2 separate regions of the Oryctolagus cuniculus genome follow, and region 1 is linked to region 2. Evidence: chromatin contacts called from public Micro-C data. All regions are on one chromosome and are shown on one strand. Each heading gives the region's core, a stretch centred on a gene start, on an enhancer-like site or on the middle of the called end of the contact. The rest is flanking DNA. Distances are from core to core; before and after follow the strand shown. Region 1 has its middle 21 kb from the start of TNFAIP2. Region 2 overlaps EXOC3L4 (exocyst complex component 3 like 4).

Region 1 (3,041 bases), core at 356-2,855, 34 kb after region 2:
TTGGGGACTTTCTTGTCCGGAGATTGCCACAAAATGGACAGAAAATTGCCTCTGGTTCTGGCACAGCCGCGAGGGAGCCGGCTACCATCCTCGGTGCTGGAGCGAGCCAGCAGTCTTCTGTGGAATTGACCTCTGCAGCGTGGCAGCCCCCCCAACCTGAGGGAGGTGCGGTCCCAGGCCCCCAGGGGACGCCGCTGTTCTCAGCGCCGTGTTGCTGCCCGTCCATACACACCCACAATAAAATTCAGTCTGTAAGTTAGATACAGGAGCAGAGGAACATCAGTAAAGAATAAAATAGAACAATATAATAATAACACATGGTAATAAAAGTAACGCAAACTTATGGGTTGTCCATTTCTGGGATTTTCCATTGTCAGGTCATAGGTAACTTTTTTTTTTTTTTTTTTTTGCACCAGCTCCCTTGCGCCCCCCCCCCCCGCTCCCTCCACAGATGACCCCCATTTTAAAAATATTTATTTATTTATTTGACAGGTTAAGTTATTTAGAGAAGTAGAAACAAAGAGATCTCTATCTTCTATCTGCTGGTTCACTCCCTAAATGGCCACAACAGCCAGAGCTGGGCTGAGCCAGGCCAGGCCAAAGCCAGGAGCCAGGAGCTTCACCCAGGTCTCCCACGCAGGTACAGGGCCTCAAGACCTGGACCATCTTCTGCTGCTTTTCCCAGGCCATCAGCAGGGAGCTGGATGGGAAGTGGAGCAGCTGGGACTCAGACCGGCGCCCATGTGGGATGCTGGCATCACAGGCGGCAGCTGTACCGGCTGCGCCGCAGCACCGGCCCCCAGACCACAGCTTTGAGGGAGACCCTGGCAAGCGGGGCCGAGCCGGGGGAGTCTGCCGTGTGCCTCTGCCGTCTGGGAGATGAGAGCACTCTTGGCCGAGCTGTCGCTCAGAGCCTGTCGATTCATTGCTCCTGTTGCCTCGGCAAAACTGACCTCCCCAGGCAGGGCTCTCTCCTTATTCAGTTCCTTTTAGTTATTTTATTTGTAAGGTAGAGACAGAGACAGAACGAGATCCTCCACCTGCTGGTCCACTCCCCAAATGCCTGCGGTAGTGGGGCTGGACCAGGCAGAAACGCCAGGAGCCAGGAACTCAAATCCAGGTCCCCCATGTGGGTGGCTGGGACCCCAGTGCCTGAGCCACCCCCACTGCCTCCTGGAGTGCACGTTAGCAGGAAGCTGGATGGCGAGCAGAGCCAGGACTCGAACCAGCACTCAGATACGTGGTGTGGGCATCCCAAGTGGCCTCTTAAGTGCTGTGCCCACCTCCTGTTTCTAAGGCCAATTCTAATGAATTCCAGAGCCTGGCCTTAAAAACAAAGATGCACAGATTTAACAAAAGGATTTTTTTTTTTCAAGATTTATTTATTTATTTGAAAGGCAGAGTTACAGAGAGGCAGAGGCAGCGAAGACGGAGAAGTCCAATCGGCTGCAACAGCCGGAGCTGTGCCGATCCGAAACCTGCAGCCAGGAGCTTCTTCCAGGTCTCCCGCGTGGGTTCAGGGGCCCAACGGCTTGGGCCATCTTCCACTGCTCTCCCAGGCCACAGCAGAGAGCTGGATCTGAAGTGGAGCAGCCGGGACTCGAATCAGCGCCCACATGGGATGCCAGCACTGCAGGCAGCGGCTTCACCCGCTACGCCAGGGCACCGGCCCCCAACAAGAGGAATTTAAGAGAGCGAATGACATCTCCTCCCCTGAGATCCTGGGAAGGAATCATTCTGTTACGAAACGTGGTGAGAAGACTCCACGGGAGAACACGAGGACACGTCTTGCCTTCCCGTGTGAAGTGTCGCAACTCTGAGCAGCTGGCTCGTTTCTGGGTCACGAGGAATCTGATGTTTGAACAGCCGAGCCGCCCCACTTTTCCAAGGCTTCAGAACTTGTTGCTATGGCCTTGACAATAACTCCAAATAAAAAACTGGGATTTTGCTTGCCTGTTTTTCTCGGGGAAGTGTGGCCTGGGTACGGGTACCGGGGTCACATCGCTGGATTCTGAACTGTGAGAGCGCCTTGGGCACGTCTCAGATGAAGAGAACGGGGCTTGTCTGTGCGCTACACCTCTTACTTAGAGGCCCTGGGTCTCGAGTCGCCTCCACTTCCAGGGTGGCTGTGGTACCAGACACGAGAGGACAAGCACAAGCCGTCGCCTGTACAGGGGTCTCGTTGCAGGGTGGCCTGGAAACTCTCAGGACATCTGCAAGAAGTAAACAACCTCTCTTTCAATCTGTAAAGATTTATTAATTTGAAAGCCAGAGTTCTGAGAGAGACAGAGAGAGAGAAAATGAGAGAGAGAGAGATCTTCCGCCTGCTAATTCACTCCCCAAGTGGCTACAATGCCGGGCTGGGCCAGGCCGAAGTCAGGAGCCTGGAATTCCATCCAGGTCTCCCATGTGGTTGGAGGGGTCAACTTCCACTGCTTTCCCAGACGCAGTAGCAGAGAGCTGGATCGGAAGAGGAGCAGCCGGGACTCGAACCAGCGCCCGTGTGGGGTGCCGGCGCTGCAGGCAGTGACTTCACCCACTGCGCCACAGCGCAGGCAGGGGAATAGCCATTCCGCTCCGCCATGTTCAGAGGGAGCCAGCGCAGCGTTCTCTGATTTGGGGGAGCACCCGTGACCGGACATCACGGGGAGCTACCAACCTGTAGGGCAACTCTAGGGATGCTGTGTAGCAGGGTACGACGGCAGCACGCTGGGACAGATCTGCCCAGGGAAGCTGGACCGGACGCTGCCGGCCGTGCGGCCTGTACCTCACAGTCAGCAGGCCCGAGAACGCCTCTTCTCTCTTCAGGGGCTGGGACATCTCGAAACAGGACTGACCAACCCTCCTGTCAGTTATCCATGAAGGGTTTGGCCAGGCCAAGCCTTGGGCCAGTGGGCATCTTTTCCCACTAAAGGCAGGGTGATTGATCTGTGGCCAGGCCCCAGCCTGCAGCTGTGCAGAGCACACCCCACAGGGGCGGGAGGGGCCCCGACTGGGACCCCAGGGCAGGCTGGGCGCGGGCTGCGCTTGTCTTGGCTTCT
Region 2 (3,174 bases), core at 388-2,887:
CTCCCCTGGTGAATGGGGCAGGCCTTTCCCTCCCAGTGAGCGGGGCGGGTGAGTGGGCAGGCCTTTCTCTCCCAGTGAACGGGCAGGCCTTTCTCTCCCTACTCGCCATGCCCAGCAGGTGCCCAGGGGCCAGGCCCAGCGCTGATTTACCACAGGGGTGTGAGTGAGGGGTAGGAAGGCACACAGAGGACTTCCCAGGCTCCCCTTCGTAGGGGTCAACAGCCAAGCCTGGGTCAGTGCGTTCACAGGCCGGATCAGGCCGAGGCCTCTCCTCTGGCCCCTCAAGACCCCCAGGGCACCCCTGAAGCTGGGCCTGGCTGGATGCTGCACCAGAGCCCGGCCTGGAAGAGGCGTTGTGGGAGAGACCCAGTGACATAACCTGTGGCTAAGGCGAGGAAGCACCGTGAACCCCGAAGAGAAGGGGTCAGAAATTGGGTGGGGCAGGGAGAGGGGGCTTGAAGGACTGCCCCTGCCCTCTGTCCCCAGCCACTGTTCAGGGCCGTGTGCACCAAGGGCTGGCTCACGGAGGACCTGCTGGGGCCCCTCATGGACAGGGTGGTGGCCTTCGCCCGCCACCTGGAGCACGTGGTCCCGCCACAAGCGCAGGTAGGCGGTGGGGGGGGGGGTGTCATTGGTTGGCTGTGCCCAGGGCTGGGGCCTTGGACCCTGACCTGGACACCACCTGCCCAGGAGATTCTGCAGGAGGTGCACCGCTACGTGGTCCGTGAGTACCTGGCACAGGCGCTGAGACCACAGGAGCGATTCCGGGGCACGGACCGGGTGAACGGCTCCCAGAAGATGAGTCTGGACGCCCAGGCCATTAGCAACACCTTCCAGGGCTTGGTAAGAGCAGTGTTTACTGCCCTGCCCTCACTGCTGCTGGGCTGCGAGGGGGCGGGGCCAGGTGGGCTGCACTTTGCCCGTATTTGCATACAGCTTGTGGTGGGGTGGGTGAGGGTCCCAGCGGGGCCTGTGGAAGGTCTCTCTCCAACCCAGACCCCGAGCCCTTGGGGCGGGGGCCCTGCCGCCCTCCATCCGTTGTCTGAGCTGCCCGAGAGGGAAGTGCATGTGGGCCGCTCGGCTGCGGGCGGGGACGCAGGGGCTGCGGCAGGACGGCCTGGCCCGCACACAGGTGCGCCTGTCCCGGTCTCCGCAGGGCTCTAAGGCCACGTGGCTGGACCAGGCCATCCCGTGCGTGGCCGAGATCCTGGGCGAGACCTACAAAGACGACATCAGGAAGCATCTGCAGACGCTCATAGAGACCTACCCCGACTTCAGGTTCGTAGCCACCTGTTCCCCACTGGGGGAGGCTACGGGTCCTGGCGCTAGCCCCTTCCAAGGAGTCCCGGGCCCACAGGCCGGCGGGAGAGGAAGCCAGGGTGAGGGGCGCGGCCCGGCGCTGGCCGGGGTCCCGACCGCCCCTCTGCCATGACCTATTACTCCTCACGCTCCTGGATCGGTCCCGCGGCGCGACCCCGACCCCGGGGGAGCCCGAGCCTGCCTGGAGGCAGGAGGTCCGGGGAGTGCTGGGGCCGTGGAAATCCCAGTTCAAGTCTCCGTGACCTTGGAGAATCCGGAACGACGCAGAGGCCGCCCGAAGCCCCGCCCCCCCGGCGCTCGCCCCGCCTTCCCTCCCATGGCCCGCCCCCCTGGCGCGGCGCTCCGGGCCCCCCCCCACCCCGCCCCGGGTCGGCCGGCGAGCCCCGCGCCGGGACCCCGCAGGGAGGGGGCTCTCGCCTCGCGCTTCGCCCCGCTCCGCCACGGCCCCTGCGGAAGGAGCCCCCACGGCCCCGGGCCTGCCCCCGGCTCCCGTGCGCCCTGCCCAGCCCCCGGAGCGCTGGGGGCGTGCCTCGTGCCGGCTGCTCGGGCCAGCTCGCCCTGACCGCGCGCGTGTCCTCGCAGGCGGGACCACGTCCTGGCCGTCCTGGCGCTGCGCCGCCTGGGCCGCCGGCGGAACCAGAGCCTCCTGCGGCACGCGCAGGCCCTGCTGAGAGCCGCGGCCCAGGCCCGGGGCCCCGCGGCGCCGCCCGCGCGCGTGCTCTTCGACGAGATCGAGGTGCCCGCCTCCGTGGACGTGCTCCTCACCTGTGTCTAGTGCGGCCGGCCTGCGGCGGCTGGAGGCCGCGCGCGGAGCCCCCGGCGGGGCCGAGGCTCGCTCTGGGCCGGCCTCCCAGCTCTGAAGCCGGCAGTTGCTCTCAGCCCTGCACAGCTGCGGGACCCGCCGGGAGGAAGCCGTCCCCGGCGTGTGTGGGGGAGTGTTTGGGGCAGCGGGGTGCCGTCCACGCGGCAGGACTGTCCAGCACCAGCCCCAGATGGAGAGGGACAGAGTATTTATTTTTAAAATAAATGAATTAAAATGGTGTCTACCTAAGGAAGACGTGGGGCCAGGCTGGCCCTTTTGTGCCCGCTGTGTGGGTGAGAGGACCGAGGCCCTGTGACTGCAGAACGGACTAGGTCTTTTTTTAAAAAAAAAAGATTTATTTGTTTATTTGAAAGTCAGAGTTACACTGAGAGAGAAAGAGGCTGGTTCACTCCCCAACTGGCTGCAACGGCCCGAGCTGTGCTGATCCGAAACCAGGAGCCTGGAGCTTGGGCCATCTTCTACTGCTCTCCCAGGCCATAGCAGAGAGCTGGATCAGAAGTGGACCAGCCAGGACTCGAACCGGCACCCATATAGGATGTTGGCACTGCGGGCAGCAGTTTTACCTGCTACGCCACAGCGCCAGCCCCAGACTAGGTCTTGACCATGAGGAACCCTGGGCCCACCGGCCTTGTGTGTCAGGTGGGCTCCCCCATCAGGGTGGGCACAGCCTGGGCCCCTCCTGGGCAGGAAACAAGGAGAGGCCAGGCCCCTTCTGAAGCTTGGGGTTTCTGGGCCAGATGTGGGCGGGGCTTCCCAGCAGAGAGTTGTCCCAGTACTGTAGGGGATGTCACTCGAGGTGTGCGGAGGGGGCGGGCCCTGCAGGGAAACCGCCTGGGGTGCACCCCCCTCTCCTGGAGCCTGGCGCCACCATTTGGCTGCAGTCTTAGGGCGAGGCTGCTGGGAATCATTTGCATATTTACCTTGGCAGCCCCGGGCTTTCCAGGAAGGCTGGGAGCCGAGCCGGGAGATGTCCAGGGAGAAGCGGGGCTGGTGGTGATGGATGCCCACCACACCCCTGCACAGCGGGCCTC

Evidence for each region. A called contact is a pair of places that touch in the nucleus more often than the background predicts.
Region 1: a contact with region 2 is called in a Micro-C map of ear pinna, with 5 times the contacts expected there. The contact joins two enhancer-like sites. A contact is called at or near these places in 4 of 6 Hi-C or Micro-C datasets (ear pinna, liver, psoas muscle and 1 more).

What each region holds. Positions count from the first base shown.
Region 1 is chr20:46,173,721-46,176,761 of mOryCun1.1, forward strand. No RefSeq gene overlaps it. Among named protein-coding and RNA genes, the nearest start is that of TNFAIP2, 21 kb to the left of the region's middle. Within about 2 kb of position 1,606, at least 1 of the 8 cell types and tissues checked has an H3K27ac peak or open chromatin away from gene starts, as enhancers often do. A contact at or near this core is called in ear pinna, where this site is marked.
Region 2 is chr20:46,139,269-46,142,442 of mOryCun1.1, forward strand. EXOC3L4 (exocyst complex component 3 like 4) reads left to right here. Exons shown (of 13, transcript XM_051834845.2): 10 at 487-606; 11 at 691-843; 12 at 1,157-1,278; 13 at 1,903-2,366. The coding sequence ends at 2,095. Among named protein-coding and RNA genes, the nearest start is that of EXOC3L4, 11 kb to the left of the region's middle. Within about 2 kb of position 1,638, at least 5 of the 8 cell types and tissues checked have an H3K27ac peak or open chromatin away from gene starts, as enhancers often do. A contact at or near this core is called in ear pinna, where this site is marked.